Linked DNA regions of Bombyx mori: region 1 is linked to region 2. Evidence: chromatin contacts called from public Hi-C data. All regions are on one chromosome and are shown on one strand. The core of a region is the stretch at or near the end of the contact, and the rest is flanking DNA. Distances in the headings are between cores, read along the strand shown.

Evidence for each region. Hi-C and Micro-C count contacts between places; a contact is called where the count stands out from the background.
Region 1: a Hi-C map of posterior silk gland shows a contact between it and region 2, with 2.0 times the contacts expected there. The contact joins two enhancer-like sites. A contact is called at or near these places in 2 of 7 Hi-C or Micro-C datasets (middle silk gland and posterior silk gland).

What each region holds. Positions count from the first base shown.
Region 1 is chr22:3,075,284-3,080,620 of ASM3026992v2, forward strand. The region is part of intron 3 of LOC101743969 (methylcytosine dioxygenase TET); the gene reads right to left. Among protein-coding and RNA genes, the nearest start is that of LOC101743969, 71 kb to the right of the region's middle. Within about 2 kb of position 3,833, at least 8 of the 8 cell types and tissues checked have open chromatin away from gene starts, as enhancers often do.
Region 2 is chr22:2,754,332-2,759,193 of ASM3026992v2, forward strand. It overlaps LOC101741761 (four and a half LIM domains protein 2), which reads left to right. Exons shown (of 10, transcript XM_062674867.1): 3 at 1,707-1,854; 4 at 1,992-2,208; 5 at 2,290-2,393; 6 at 2,521-2,664. Among protein-coding and RNA genes, the nearest start is that of LOC134200941, 12 kb to the right of the region's middle. Within about 2 kb of position 2,485, at least 8 of the 8 cell types and tissues checked have open chromatin away from gene starts, as enhancers often do.

The DNA of each region.
Region 1 (5,337 bases), core at 2,583-5,082, 320 kb after region 2:
CGTGGAACATTTCCTTATTTCAAAATTCAAAGTAGAATTAGGTCATAACGGCTTTTTAAATTAAAATAGTTATTATTCATTATAACAGCTATGCGATAGTACTATGTGTACTTACTACGCGTATTAATCGTCATTGGACATCACTCTAATGTTATTTTAGACGGTATTTGTAAAATTTATGTCATAAGAAGACCTTATCGTGGATAGGTAAATATCAATTTTATTTAACATCGTTGTCAACATTAAATTGATATAGAATATAAGTATAAATTTAAAATAATACAACATAAAACTAAAACTAAATGTATTTAAGACAACGTTATGACATGGCACGCCTTTTCACTCGTGTTAAATTTGTAAATCCGAAATAATGAAATATGTATTTTCTACGTATTTATACGTATTTATTACGTAAAGAGTTGCGTTCAAAAGCTGTAAGTTTTGTGGGTACGTAAACTCACAAATCCGCGAACACTGACGTATTTATTAAAGCATATTCATTCTGTGTTGTCCGAGCTATGTACTATAATAAAACGTATCCAGGTTATAAACGTTCTATGCGCGAAACTCAATCTAAATCGGTTTTGGCGTTTTTGCATCATCAATTAACAAAAACAAGTCGTCGCGTAGCCTAAAGGATAAGACGTCCGGTGCATTCGTATCTAGCAATGCACCAGTGTTCGAATCCCGCAGGCGGGTACCAATTTTTCTAATGAAATACGTACTTAACAAATGTTCTCGATTGACTTCCACGGTGAAGGAATAACATCGTATAATAAAAATCCAACCCGCAATATTATAATTTACGTAATTACTGGTGATAGGACCTCTTGTGAGTCCGCACGGGTAGGTACTCCCACCCTGCTTATTTCTGCCGTGAAGCAATAATACGTTTCGGTTTGAAGGGTGGGGCAGCCGTTGTAACTATACTGAGACCTTAGAACTTATATCTCAAGGTGGGTGGTGCATTACGTCATAGATGCCTAAGGGCTCCAGTAACTACTTAACACCAGATGTGCTGTGAGCTCGTCCAACCATCTAAGCAATAATAATAAAAACAATAATTATATTAGTATAGATACAATGTCATTTTTGACCTATTTTACTGCTCTATAATTATATTATTAGTATCCTCAAAACAGCGTGGTTTAAATTTTGTAGTGATTCTACTCGAGCGTGCGTATTGTAGCGCGTGGGCGACAATGAGCGTGGGCTGACTTAGGGTAGGTCGGGTTTGTCACGCAATTCCCTGATTATTTCATTGATACCTGCTCTTACCACTTCATTGTTAAACAAATTTAGCTAAGAGACGCGCTGTGGATGTTATTTGGCGGGATGACGCTCACGAGTCAAACAAATGTACTACTACTTATTTATTTATTTATTTACTTAATAGAATCGTGATTTGTTTTTATCGTGAATTGTTTGTTGTTCGGTTTGATTGAAACAAAATACTTCATACATATTTTTCTCCTCACGAAAGTACAGGAGTCGAGTCAATTAATACTTCTACAACGCCAAACGCTATGACGGGCGGATGTTTAGCTTGAAAAGCATGATGGATGAAAATGGCAGTTATTTAAAATTGGTTAGCGGCAGGTGCCGCCCGCGTTGCACAGATAATAAAAGCCGCAAGATAATCTCGAACGTTAATCTGTACAGTAAAATAACGAGGTTAATTGGAATGTACGTTGTTTCGGGCCGCAAAAACGAACATTTGTAAATGATCAGACAATGGATTAAGTTTATTGCTACTCGACAACAGATGGCGCAAAGCTGTTATTCAAAAAAAGAAATCCTTTGTAATGTAAATGATTCGACTTGTTATCTAACGTTGTAAGTGAAATTGCATGTTTAATTTAAACTAGAGTGGCATAATGGTTTTTTTTTTAATTTGCTAAATCACTTAAGTCGGTGGTATGGGCGATTCTGTAATTATACACAACATTACCCTCAGAAATATGTGCCCTGCAAACAAATCCAACCCTTTTAAATATCTCCATACACTTGTTACTTTTTATTCACTATTTAGATCTCTAGGCAACTTTCCAGAGACATTGCTATAAAATCACCAGTGACCCGCTTCGGTTTCACTGGCTTTATTTAATAAAAACAAAACTATCGAACTTAGACAAAACGAACTGAGCGTAATCAACTGAACCAAATTAAAAAGATTTGATCACGTGTAAAATTAGTTCGTGACCAAGATAATTTATTGGCAAAGTTGCGTCGTTGCCTCGACGGAGACGCCTCGTCCTGTACGTATTGCTGTTTTTGTAATAACACCGGTTTGTCTCTCGAGTGAGTTTTGCACGACTATTGTTTAGAAGTCGAAGCTATAGCTGCTTCAACTTTTCTACTAAATTATTCAAAACTACAGTGACGAACTTATCTATATTCTATACTAATATTAAAAAGCGGAAAGATTTGTTTGTTTGTTTATATTGAATAGGCTCCGAAACTATTGAATCGATTTGAAAAATTCTTTCACTGTTTGGAAGCTACACTGCTCCCGAGTGACATAGGCTATAAAGCTTTTTTGAAAAAAAAAAAAAAAATGGGATCTTAACTAAAACTTCAATAATGTAACTCAAGGTGTAAAAAAAAAACCTAAAATATTCTTTACATCGCGTGCCCTGCGAAAACTATTGATGACAGAATAAAATAATGTGCTACAACTTTGTAGAACGCATTATTGTTTACAAAAAGTGTCCCGACAGCATATATCTAACTATTATAGTTACGCCGCAATAAGTGTTCTTTTATTTTAAAAAATAAAACGTCAAATATCGTTGAAATGTTTGTTAAGGACCCGAGCGGAGCCGGAGCGGGCCGCTAGTAGTTTATATAAGCACAATAATTGGATATTAAAATTAACGTTTGAAGCGGTTTCCTCGTGAATCGGTCATGTTTTTCCTAGACGTAACTGAGAATTACAGTTTTATAGCGATCGATTTTTCTCAAGGTTACAGGTGTTCAGTTCGGCACGTGGGGGTCGCAAGGGGAGACCGTCTGATAGGGTGCAATAGGCCGGAACCAATCATATTATTTGAATATTGGATGTTCGCATCACTTGAGGGCAAATATGTAGTAAATAATATGTGGGGGCCTATGGAGTTGATCTTCAAGATGTTTTGAATATTGATTTTTTTTTGGAAATTGTTAGCGATTTGTCGTTCTCAGCTCTGTTTAATCTTTCAGTTGGTTTTTACTGCAGACTTAGAGAGCGTTCAGAAAAGACAGATTCTAGTATATTCCTAACACAGAAAAGAGTCTTTAAAGATCAAGAATGTGCACAACCTGAAACTGTTGTTAATAAAATGCGAAATTAAAGCAAAATCATTACTAATGAGGAGGTAATAAATAAATTATCTGTACTGTTCCTTTTGCTGTTGGCGGCTGTTTGCATGAGTGTACCAGGCTCATCACAAACCGGGAGGAGTGGAGATTGCTCGTGAGGCGCATAGCATCTGCCCACAACAATGATGCTGGATGACGACCACGACCGCTCTGACAAGAGTGATACGACATACGACTGGTCCTTGCACTGGTAATTAATTAAAATCGTTCACAGCGCTACATGCCTCTTTCGCTCATTTACCACATCCTTACACACTTACAATAAGTTAGTTTTTTTTTCTACACTAGAAATTCCCCAGAAATCTTATATATGGCAAAACAACGGTTGCCAGGTCAGCTAGTATTAGTATAGATTATTGTTTAGAAAGACTCGATCCACAATACGAATGGAATAATTTGGTCTCGTTAAACGCGACGTGGAGCGTCATCGGGTGCGTCGCCGGCCGCTAATACGAATTTCGTCCGACAATTCAATTTGTGTCCAATCAAATCGGCCCGGCTCACAGTGTCGGCTCCGCGATTGGCCATTGTTTAATGTCGGCGAGGACGCGGTCGGATTTTTTTATCCTGTCGCCGACGGAAGCTCAATTTAGTGCAATCACAGCGCTGTGACGCGGGACGCACACTGGTTGCACGATTCGTGGCGATAGTGGCGCCACAGTGTCGAGTAGCCGAAGCTAATGAAGGATTTTCGATTTAGTTCTGTTTCTAAAACTCTTGTCTATTGGTTTTATATGACGTAATATTCCTGTCGCTATGAAACGTAATGTTTGTGCAAATTAGATGAGTTTAATCAAAATTAAACTTTTGTTCATGGTACATAATTAAATTCTAGATAAATTATTGTGTATATATGAACAAGTGAATTATCACTTGTTCATATATTTGGTAGCATAGATGGTTATAAGAGTAATCAATTTTTTTACTATTATTTTCATGGGTAGACGAGTTCAAGGCCCACCTAGTGTTAAGTTTAACTGAGCCCCTAGATATCTATCTACAAGGTAAATTCCGCCATCTCCTTGAGGAGACACGAGTTCTAAGTCTCAGTTTAACAGTACAACGGCTGCCGCAACCTTCAAACCGAAGTGCGTTACCGCTTCATGGCAGAAATAGGCAGCGTGGTGGTACCTACCTACCCGTGCGGACTCACAAGACGTCCCACCACCAGTAATTACGCAAATTATAATTTGGTTTTTATTACACGACGTTGTTCCTTCACCGTGGAAGTCAATCGTGAACATATTTTGTTAAGTACTTATTACATTAGAAAAATTAGTACCTGCCGGAGGGATTTGACCATAGGTACAGTCACAGATACGAATGTACCGGGCGTCTTATCCTTCAGGTCACGATGATTTCAGATCAAATTTGAATTTCTTTAAACCGCGCACGCAACCTTCTTTCGTTTATTGAAATATTGACGACGTATTTAAATTCGGAATACAAAGACTCATGAATGTCTTTATAATATCATCACACCAATAAACTTTGCTTAGTGAGGAGCGTGCGACAAATATAATTCAGTGTAACAAAAACATATTTCAGACCACCGAAGTAGATGTCACGTTTTCGAGACTTCACAAGAAAAGAACCGTAAAACGGAACGCACAAAGAACTGTCAAAATGTTTGAAATTTAAATACGGAATTCGCGCGTTCCTCGTTTGATTGGCGGCTGAATCACGCACGCACATGATGCGTTGTGTCCAATCCCGAAATGTGCGTCATCGCTTTAATGATATCGGAGGTTTTACGTAAAATTTTACTCATTAAATCGTAGTGAATTTAGTATTATATATACAGTAAAAAAAACGACTTATTCGCGGTTCTTTCATTCTAGTTTTCACTATTGGCGGATTATAAATATTCGCGGCTTATGATTTCTTTATCGCAATTTTTTTTTTTTTATTGCTTACATGGCTGGACGAGCTCACAGCCCACATGGTGTTAAGTGACATAGACATCTATAACGTAAA
Region 2 (4,862 bases), core at 1,235-3,734:
TTCAATTAAATTTACCCCATTTAAAAAGGTGAAGAAGTTTTATTGTAATTATATTATTTTCAAATTTTAAATGGCTCTCCTATAAAATTGTATAAATGTCGCTTAAATCTTTCACCCCTCGATTTGAGCCCCGTGGGCTCACCTACAAGTTCGGTGAATCTAGAATAACTCCTCGAGGTTACTAGAATAGCTTAAAAAAATTAGAACGAGGCGTCCAACCCCGAAACAAAACACACATACGAGTCTTTGAAATAATGATTACTACTGGCCCCGCAGTAGTCGAAATTCGACTATAATGAATTATTTTAGTAACATTATTATAGTTCTGTTAACATTATTATAGTTCTACTGTAAAACACTATTATAATTCGATAATACAATCACAGTATTCGCCAAAACTGCACTATCGATCAATAATATTAAAGGCAAACAATATTAATCTATTTTCAATTCGACCACAGGCTTTAAACAATAACAAAAGTTTCCCAATTGACAGTAAACAAAGAGTATATTTTGATGTATGTGTTGTGTCAAATACATGGTAGTGTATGTAATATTGATTTAATGTGTTTTTTATTCATAATTTACAAAAAAATATTAGCATTCTGCACTTCTACTCTGTATTCTCTATAGGTATAGGAAATTTCATACTCATCCGTCCGGGCAATTTTCGTAAAAATGGTTACAAAGTTTTTGCTTCACGTATTAATATATAGATCCTCTCATTCCCATTCAAACTCGGGATTCGTTCAGGAAAATACAAAAAAAACTCAGTCAACGACATGCACGCTATCACCAATATTTTATCATTCTTGTCGACGATAAAACTTCATTAGTCGCTTCTCACTCGAAGTGTTCGCCCTGGTAGTTAGTTCTATTTTAATATGCACATTCTAATTTTTTCGGCTTAGAAATTGTTCTTAAACCGCCTAATCGGTAGACTTCAATCTTTCCACACGATTCCTAAATTTTTTTGATTAAAAGTAATGTTTTTACATCGTTGAATGCATATTAAGTGCGGATAGATATATGACAAAGGGAAAATCTTCCACCGCGCGGGTGATATTGCTCGGTAGACCGACGGTCCGAATGTTGTTGTTCGGAACTTGTATGCATATGCTTATGTGCGCGCTTATGTTGAAAATGTCGTAAGCGAGATTCAGGCATCTGTCAAATATCTTCTATTGTATGATGGTCGCCTGCTACATATGAGTCGTCTATTATCAAAGGTGGCAATCTGTGCATTTGGACAAAATTTTTTTATTGATATGTCAATACAGATTGATTTGAATATAATCGTCTCCTTCAAAGAATACGGTTCAAAACCTGCATTAAATAAAGGTTAATACTTAACCTGTTATTTATCTAAGATGTCGTTCAGAAGAGTTTTGTGACTGCCAATGGAATACAAAGTCAATAATTCGTTTTTCTAATTTACCAATAATTGTCCAAAAGTCACATTGCCGGCTTTGATAATAGTCGACTCATATGTAATAAGAAGGTTTTTGCAAAGCAAAATTTTATCCACACCAGAATTGGATCATAGTTGAATGTATTTGATATTCCTTATTTAAATGTGTTTTTAAATATTACATCCGTTTTGTATAAGTATTAACTGAAGTATTTAGCGGCAGCTAAAACACTGCCTGCCTAGATAATGTTAAATTAATTACATTATTAACATAAAGTGTTTCTGTTGTTAACAGAAAGACCTGCAAGTCATGCGGGTGTGATCGATTGAAGCATTCGGTGTACCATGAAGAACTGGGCTCGGTTCGAGACCGACTCGGACTCCGCGACTCTAGAGTCAACCATCACTCCTATGACAGTCCGCCCGGACTCACCGCTAAGCAGGTAAATGAACACTAAATACTGTACAGCGACATCTTGTGACAAGTAGTAGAACCATAAATAGGTTAGACCTAAATTCTCAACATTGACGACGATTATGAATTCGGAATACCTAATCAATTTTTTTTTTCGTATCTTAGACCGAGCTGTACTGGCAGTCGCTCGCTGAGCGTACTCCTACTAGTACAGGTGGCGCCACTGGTCAGGCGGCGTGGCGTGCTTGGCGTACTAGGGCCTTAGCTTCCCAATTACCAAAGCAGGATCTTACATTGGATCATTGCAAGCACATCGACGAAGGCCACCGCAAGCAATATGAAGATTTCGTCGCCGCCAGGAATGAAATTGCTCTTGATATCGGTACCAAAATATCATTTAAGCATCTCCATCTATTGTCAAGTAGTCTACTTACTATTCTAAAATATTGAATTACGTTTTTAGGTATCGCTAGTCAACATCATGGATCTCCGCTGGAATGCATTGGCTGCAATAAGTCGATCAGAAGCGGCAGCATTACTATTCTTGCACCTAGAATAGGAGAAGACGTAAGTAAATTCAAACTTTCATGTAATCAAAATTAAAAATGTATTACAAACCTAAATCAAATCGTGTTTTTCACTGTCGCCGCTAGATGGCGCGAATTTAAAGATTATTATCTGGGTTTTGTTGCAGGCGTTTTTCCACCCGGCGTGCTTTTCTTGCTCGGAATGCGATGAATTGCTAGTCGAACTAGCTTATTGCAATTTAGACGGACGATTGTACTGCGTTCGACACTACTCCGAGAAGTTGAAGCCTCGGTGTCATGCTTGCGATGAGGTAAGTCGAGACAGCTAGATGAGGTCGCATGTCGCGCACTTATTGTAGTTAAAGTAGTATTGTGAACCAACATAGATAGGCACCTGCTGATTTCTGCCTCAAATTAGTCATATATTTTGCAAGGAGAGCCAACAGAATCGAGACTCCGACCTCATGTTTTATGATGGTTGATGATGTTCACTTTGTGTTGTCTATGTATAATAATTTAATAAAACTGCACCAATGTATTCCTACATATGAGTCGTCTATTATCAAAGGTGGCAATCTGTACATTTGGACAAATTTTTTTTATTGATATGTCAATACAGATTTATTTGAATATAATCGTCTCCTTCAAAGAATACGGTTCAAAAGCTGCATTAAATAAAGGTTAATAGTTAACCTGTTATTTATCTAAGATGTCGTTCCGAAGAGTTTTGTGACTGCCAATGGAATACAAAGTCAATAATTCGTTTTTCTGATTTACCAATCATTGTCCAAAAGTCAGATTGCCGCCTTTGATAATAGTCGACTCATATATAGTTAAAATCTTATATAGCCCGTTAGCTTAAACGTTTATTTGTACTTATATTCGGAAAGTACACACATGAAACTAGAGCCAAAAGATTATGACTGACTTCAACATTAAAAGATAATGTTTATTATATTTATTTATGTATTTCATATATAATTATACATGCCGCCATTATTATACTAGCATTCTATGAATAAATATGTAAAGGCATTACAATTACTAACTACTTTCTCCTGTTTGTCCTTTTTTGGTATCTATTAAGTAGCTTTAATATTACCATATATTTTTTTTAAAGTTTTTTTTCTCTTGTAAATCAGAAACAAAATCTATTTTGTTTCAGACACTAAATCAGTAATACAGTTTTAGTGATTATACGAACACTGGTTTATTTAAACAGTTCATTTAGGAACTGCATACAAACGAGACCGCGTAAAACGGCCAATTGTAGACTGTAAGTTTTAGTTAAGATAATCCTGTTTATTTCGATCGCGGGACATTCACGCGTTTGTAGGATAGGACACCTGTTATAACCCACTGAGTTTCTCGCCAGATCTTCTTAAACTGTCGCGATTCCGATCCGGTAGTAGATTCAGCTATTTTTCCCTACCTATTCGTTGGTAGCATAAGGTGCAATTTCAGCTACGCCCGGACGGGTCAGTGAGCTCACGGGCTCAACCTGAGAGAATTTGCTAACACTAGCCCTAGCAAGAGCAGTACTCTGCAGAATCTACCACCGAATCGGAATCGCGACCCACTGAAAAGATCCGGCGTGAAACTCAGTGGGCTGTGTCTTTGGGTTAGTTCACTCGTCGAACTCTTCGTCGTAATCGACGAGTTCGATGAGGAAAGACTAAGGAAAGGACTACTCTTGTTAGGGCTAGTGTTAGCAAAGTCTCTAAGCTCGAGCCCAGCAATTAGATGAATAGCTACTTTTGGCTAACAGTAGTTAGGTAGGGAAAAAAATCACCTGCTATACAATACAATTTAGATTTAGATCCCGGAATTGATGTTGCGATGTCTATATGCTTCGTCAATCACTTTAGACCAGGCGGTTCATACATATATTTATTATAGACAAAACTTTCGTAAATGCAACCACTCACAAAAACGTTTTTAATATTATTATCGAGATAGGTCTTGTCTCTGTCTTTAAGCTTGAAGACCTGCAATAAAATAGATTATTTCGACCACGCAAATAGGAGAGTGAACAGTGAAGGTAGTTAATAACCGTGTCGCTGCGAGATATTTCACTAGTTTTGGAACGATTCCAATTAAAAACCATAAGCTTCTAGATTGAGCGACTAATTATTATATTAGGTGTGTGGGTTAATTATATTAACATTTTTAACGTAATATAGAGTATTCTTTTTTACTGATGGTAGGATCTCTTGTTAGTAGGAGTGGGTGATATAAATCGTATATAGATTCAATATCTATATATCGCAGCAATATCGTTGAATCCGATATCGCCCCGCACGAAATCTATATATCGATATCAGCCGATACACGATATTGCTCGATGTGATGCGCATCGGCATATCGTACCGATTCGTTAATATCAGCAATATTCGTTTGGTTCGTATCGAACCGGCCAGAGTGAGTGAGCGCACGATAGGGATATCGTGTGATGAATGAAACAGAAACAGGCATTATCCATACAATTGTAAACCTTATATTTAAGTCC